Regions from separate parts of the Hordeum vulgare genome. Here region 2 is linked to region 1. A link is a contact called in public Hi-C data. All regions are on one chromosome and are shown on one strand. The core of a region is the stretch at or near the end of the contact, and the rest is flanking DNA. Distances in the headings are between cores, read along the strand shown. Region 1 holds the start of LOC123398887 (very-long-chain aldehyde decarbonylase GL1-1). Region 2 holds the start of LOC123398221 (WAT1-related protein At4g28040-like).

Evidence for each region. A called contact is a pair of places that touch in the nucleus more often than the background predicts.
Region 2: a Hi-C map of leaf shows a contact between it and region 1, with 3 times the contacts expected there. The contact joins the promoter of LOC123398221 here to the promoter of LOC123398887 in region 1. A contact is called at or near these places in 3 of 6 Hi-C or Micro-C datasets (leaf and seedling) and 1 of 1 datasets of contacts at active chromatin or transcription factors (embryo).

Annotation. Positions count from the first base shown.
Region 1 is chr5H:440,387,620-440,390,319 of MorexV3_pseudomolecules_assembly, reverse strand. LOC123398887 (very-long-chain aldehyde decarbonylase GL1-1) reads left to right here and starts at 1,419. Exons shown (of 9, transcript XM_045093334.1): 1 at 1,419-1,689; 2 at 1,814-2,034; 3 at 2,142-2,374; 4 at 2,474-2,693. The coding sequence starts at 1,636.
Region 2 is chr5H:440,707,293-440,710,229 of MorexV3_pseudomolecules_assembly, reverse strand. It overlaps LOC123398221 (WAT1-related protein At4g28040-like), which reads right to left and starts at 1,662. Exons shown (of 6, transcript XM_045092717.1): 1 at 1,080-1,662; 2 at 864-977; 3 at 555-762; 4 at 271-432; 5 at 1-148. The coding sequence starts at 1,438.

The DNA of each region.
Region 1 (2,700 bases), core at 170-2,669:
ACATCGACAACAGAAGGTCGCTAGGCCACTCCGTGCGGCTGGATCGACACTGAGGCTGGCCATAGTGGAAGTAACTTCGATAGTATCATGTATTTGGGACTAGCAAACATGTTGATGTGGCAGACAATTAAAGAAGAGAGAGAAGGTTAGAGTAACATAGGTAGATACCGTAACATGTTAAATGTCATGCTACTATATGTCATGTATGTTAATAAATAAGATCATCTATGATACTAGTTTATGATACTATGCACTATGAAGATAGTATTATACGATAATATCATATGCATGATACTACTATATAATACTCCTCACTATGACCAGCCCGAAGTCGGGTTGCATGTCTTTTAGTTTGCTACGTACTCGTGATAGGTGTTTCTTCCTAATTAATGACACGTGAAAGTGTGGCTGATGCTTAAGGAAAGCAGGAAGGGTTGTAGTAGTACGTACTAGGAGAAGATTTTCATTATACGAAAGTCCATAATGATTACTGTACACAAGATTAGATGGCGCAGCCCATGAATCGATCGAGTCAGCGATGATCCAGTACGCTAAGAAGTCGACACAAACCTGTCCCCCCTCTTGATCTCTCCAGCCATATGTCTATATATCCATGAAACCCATTGTCAAGAATTGCACACGTGTGTGTGTGTGTCTGCTGCGCGTGGTGCAACGCACAGCTTCAACCAAAAGAAAATTGATGATTCCCCGGCCGGCCTAAACCAGGCAATTAAGATGGAGGCAGTTTGCTGGCGGCCTGTCCAAACCCGGCAGCTGGGCTATCTACCGGCCGACGTGTCCCACCCCGTCGTCCTTGCGAGGCCAACCAACCAGTGCAACGCTCGGCGGCCACCGATCGTCGTCGCCCCCGGAGGTCGATCCGCCTCCGCAGCCACCAGTGCTGAAAGCTTGGGCCCGGTAGTTGGCGGTCCCGCCGGCCGGCTTCCGCGACCGCTCCGTCGGTCGTAATACGCGTGCCGAATTAACTCCGGCGAGTGCTGCATGCAACGCCCCCTACGTGATCACTCGGCGGCCCAGCGCCACCGGAAAGATGCATGGACTGGAATCGCCGACGCCGTGCCTCCTCCTCCTATCGCGGACAAACCGAACCGACGAGCGCATCACCTGACATGGACGCGTGAAATCTGCGCGCTTCCGGCTCGCAATGCAACCGCATGTGACGCGACGTGACCCGGGCCGGGGGGCTTGACTTCCATTCCATCACCTACGCATGTCGCTCCCACGACATTTATCCGTCCACGTCCGCATCCCTATCAATTAACTCCGTCTGGTTGGAGAGATGGCTAGCCCGGCCGGGCCGGCACGCACCAGAGGTGGTGACCGTCCGAACCATGCTGCCCAGTTGCCTTACCTTACCCGGTCGATCAAGTTTCATCTGTATATAAACGTGCCGACGCGGCGCTAGCTTTGTACCCAGACGAGCCAGACCAGACGTGCGGTGCAGCCTGCGGGGAAACCGTACCGTGCTCCCTTCATCCCGGCGTCACGCCTCCCGCCCGCAGCTTCGTTTCTCGGATCAAAGGCCGTGCATGCAACAGTAACCCGGCCGGGTCTACGTGCACTGCCGGAGGGGACGCACGGAAGGCGGCGAGAAGGAGCTAGCGCGCGCGCGCCATGGGTGCCGCGTTCTTGTCTTCATGGCCGTGGGATAACCTTGGCTTCTTCAAGGTATGCACGATCGATGCGTTCCTGTGGTTCCGTTGACGATGAATGTTTGCTTGGCATCCAGAATGTCACTGACGTCTCCTGGCCGGCGTTTGCATGCGTCGTCGTGTTTCCCCCATGAACGCAGTATGTCTTGTACGGGCCTCTGGTGGGCAAGGCGTTGGCGTCCCGGGCGTGGGAGCCGGCGAGCCCCGACCACTGGCTCTGCCTCCTGCTGGCGCTCTTCGCGCTCCGGGCCTTCACCTACCAGCTCTGGAGCTCCTACAGCAACATGCTCTTCCTCACCCGCCGCCGCCGCATCGTCCGCGACGGCGTCGACTTCGAGCAGATCGACAAGGAGTGGGACTGGTACGTAAGCGCAACTACCTAGCTACCCATGCCCGGCCGGCACAAGTGCAACTGCATGATAATTAAACTCAGCTCCGCCGCGTGCATGCATGCGTGTGTGTTTGCAGGGACAACTTCCTGATACTGCAGATACTGATGGCGTCCACGGCGCTCTACGCCTTCCCGTCGCTGCGGCACCTCCCGGGGTGGAACACCGCCGGCTTCGCCGTCGCCGCCGTCCTCCACGTCGCCGCCACCGAGCCCTTGTTCTACGTGGCGCACAGGGCCTTCCACGGCGACCACCTCTTCGCCCGCTACCACGCGCCCCACCACTCCATCAAGGTGCCCACGCCCTTCACAGGTATATACGTGGCCAAAGACACTTCGTGTATCCGGTTTGATTATCTCACAAGTTCTCAACTCACATGCGTGCATCGATCGGTGATATATACGAGTGCAGCCGGGTTCGCGACGCCGCTGGAGCACATGGTGCTGGGCGCGCTCATGGCGCTGCCGCTCGCCGGCGCGTACGCCGCGGGTGTGGGCTCGGTGGGGCTGGCCTTCGCCTACGTGCTGGCGTTCGACTTCCTCAGGGCCATGGGCCACTGCAACGTGGAGCTGTTCCCCGGCGGCCTCTTCCGGTCGCTCCCGTTCCTCAGATACCTCATCTACACCCCAACGTACGTA
Region 2 (2,937 bases), core at 413-2,912, 320 kb before region 1:
CAATATGCAGTTCCTCGTGCAGGAAGAGCGTAGACAATATTGTTGTGATGACCGCGCTCAGCGGTGTGAAAATTGCGCTGTAAAGGGGGCCTTTCACCGATATGCACCAAGACTGCATAAAAAAGTTTGCGCCCGATGCGAAAACGCCCTGCAAAAATTGTTCAATGTTTTTGAATGGCCAGGCTCATTATATATCAATGCAGTTCAGAAACAATATGTAGATTACCACGTCATACGCGCATTCGGAATTTCAGATGGAGCAAAACTTACTCCATATAAGATGCAGGGGAGCTCCCAAATAGAAGCAAGCTTCCAGATCTCTATGTAGTTTGCTTCCAGGAAGAACGCCATCACCGCGCATTGCAAGGTCGCTAGGAAGCACATCCAGGTCGCCAAGGACAATGGATCAAGGTAGGATTCACAGACCGGTACCTGAAAATGACCGCCGCGAACTTGATCAGTCAGAAACCAAGCAGCTCTACTGCAGTTCCTTGGGGTCCATCATCTAACATAAAATGATAGTAAATCATCTAACATAAACTTGCGATGCTTGCCTGCAAGATGTACCAGATGGAGAAACAGAAGGCGTTCCCCATGAGGTAGATGCCTCCTTTCACCCAGTCATCGGTTGTCGGAAGAAGGAGGGCGCCGAGGAGCTTTGGGCCCTTGAAGAACGCCATGAGCATTGCTCCGGCGAGGCAGACGACGGTGCCGATGATCTTGGCGATGCTTCTTGAGCTCCTCAAGTCCACCTTCTCCAACCTGAGTAAGCGCGGGAATGGGATCCATCACATCATCAGTCAAGCGTTTCGAGTCACTCCGCCGGTGGGCCGAAATCGAGGAGTTTTGAGTGAGCTGAGTACCCGATGACGGCGGCGATGGCGAAGGTGATGCCGGGGGCGAGGTTGGTGGTGGCCCGGGCCATGGACGGCGACGCGAGATGCAGCCCCATGAAGTAGAAGTACTGCCCCGTCGCGCTGCAACGTCGACCGGCACGCATCAGCACAGCAAAGGGGCGCTGCCGGGATCGAGCAGCCTGATGACTGAGAGACGGAAGCGGCGAGACTTGGGGCGCGCACCTGGCGAGGGAGGCGAGGAAGAGGAGGGCGAAGGCACGGGGGCCGACGGCCATGGGGCGCAGCGTGAGCCCCCTGGCGGCGAGCGAGGCGAGGAGGAGCGCGGCGGCGGCGATGCCCTGGCGGTAGGCGACGAAGACGATGGGGCGCATGCCGAGCCCGTAGGCCGTCTTGAGCGCCATGTCCACCAGCGAGTAGAAGAGCTGCACCAGCACCATGGCCACGCACGGCTTGTGCCGCTCCGCCCACGCCCGCCAGCCGCCGCCCGCCATCGCGCCCGAGATCCCGGGAGCCAGCAGCGACCACTGACCAGGGATGCCCCCCCGCCTCACTCTCGGCAGCCACCAGCTAAGTAGGAGCATCCATGTGCGAGTGCTTTGCGGACAAACCAGGTTCTGCGTGGTGGTAAAGAATTGGCGGCTGCCGGCGGTGACGATGCGGCGAGCATGCGTGAGTCACCAGGCTTGAGTCTTTCGCGTTAAAATAATGCATAGTGATCATGTTCTCTTGTCCTTCTTTCTAATCAATTGGTTTCTGCGGCATTCGTGCCCGAGTTTTCCTCTCCTATCTTGAATTGGCTGGCACAGTGTCGTCAGCGGCATTTTCTTCTTCATGTTTCTTTAGGGACGGAAATCCTATATGACCTGGGTCGCCCATGCCTGATGGCTGGACCAAGTCGCGCTTGACGCGTGGCAGAAACGAATCTCAAAGCAGCGGGGCTCACTTATTCCTCAATTCAGCTATCAAATCCCTATTCTTATCAGATCAAATCATTCCTGAACGGTTCATCTACCTGCGAGCGTTTCATCTCCATGCCCCTTTTCCTCTCGCTGTGACGGAACGCCAAGATGGCGATCGACCTTAAAGACGAGGGTAGTGCGGCAAACGGCAGCCAAGGAACAGACATGGAAGCCTCTCCGCCGGATCAATCTCTGCCCACCGCTCCTCCACCGGTGGTAAGTATATTTTACATCTGCAGACATACAACCCCTGGGACCGTCCCAACCCCTGCTGCAGAAATTCTCTTTTGACTGATTTCATACCTGCACAGCAATCACCACGGGAATACCCAAACTTTCCGTTGGATGAAACCAGCGGTCAGCCAAGGGCGAGGAACACACCAAGGAATGATTTTGACCACCTAGAGATCAGTACTTGTTCCACCTAGCGATGAAGCTTTTGAAGTTGATTGTGCTTATAATACAAATCCACAGACAACCATGCCATTAGGACATTATCAACCAGCCTTAATTCCACCTATCCATGGAGAATTTACAAGATTGTTGTTTGAGGTTCATGAAGATAGCACAACACCTCCAGCGGCTCGCCAATTGGATTTTGGCGAAGGTGCTAGTACATCATAGTTTCGACAGTAATGTATCATGTTGGTGCTAAATGCTAGTTAGCTGGGCATGTCAGCTAATTATTGTTATTTAATTATTACAACATAACACTGAAGCCATCTTTTGATTTTGATACATGGTGCTTATGTCCTCATGTTGCTATCTGGATATTGGTGAAAATATATTGCCATATTTGTCAAATCTTGTGCATTTGTCTATTTTGAGTTGGCAACTGATGTATTTGGATTAATCCTGATCACCATTGCTCTGTTATGTTAAGTTGCCAAAACCAAATGCCACAAGTGTGAGAATAGTGCTGCAAATAGCACAACTTTTTATTCAGAGCGTTCATCAAATTCTTCCATACAAAAGAAGTGGAATATTTTGTAGGAGCGGGGAGTAAGATTCAGAAGAAAAATAATAAAGCATCACTATCCACTCCTATGTATTTCAGTCCAGTTCAGTTCTTGACACTGTCTATTGCTAACTGAAAGTCTGAAACAGGACAGTCCAAAGTC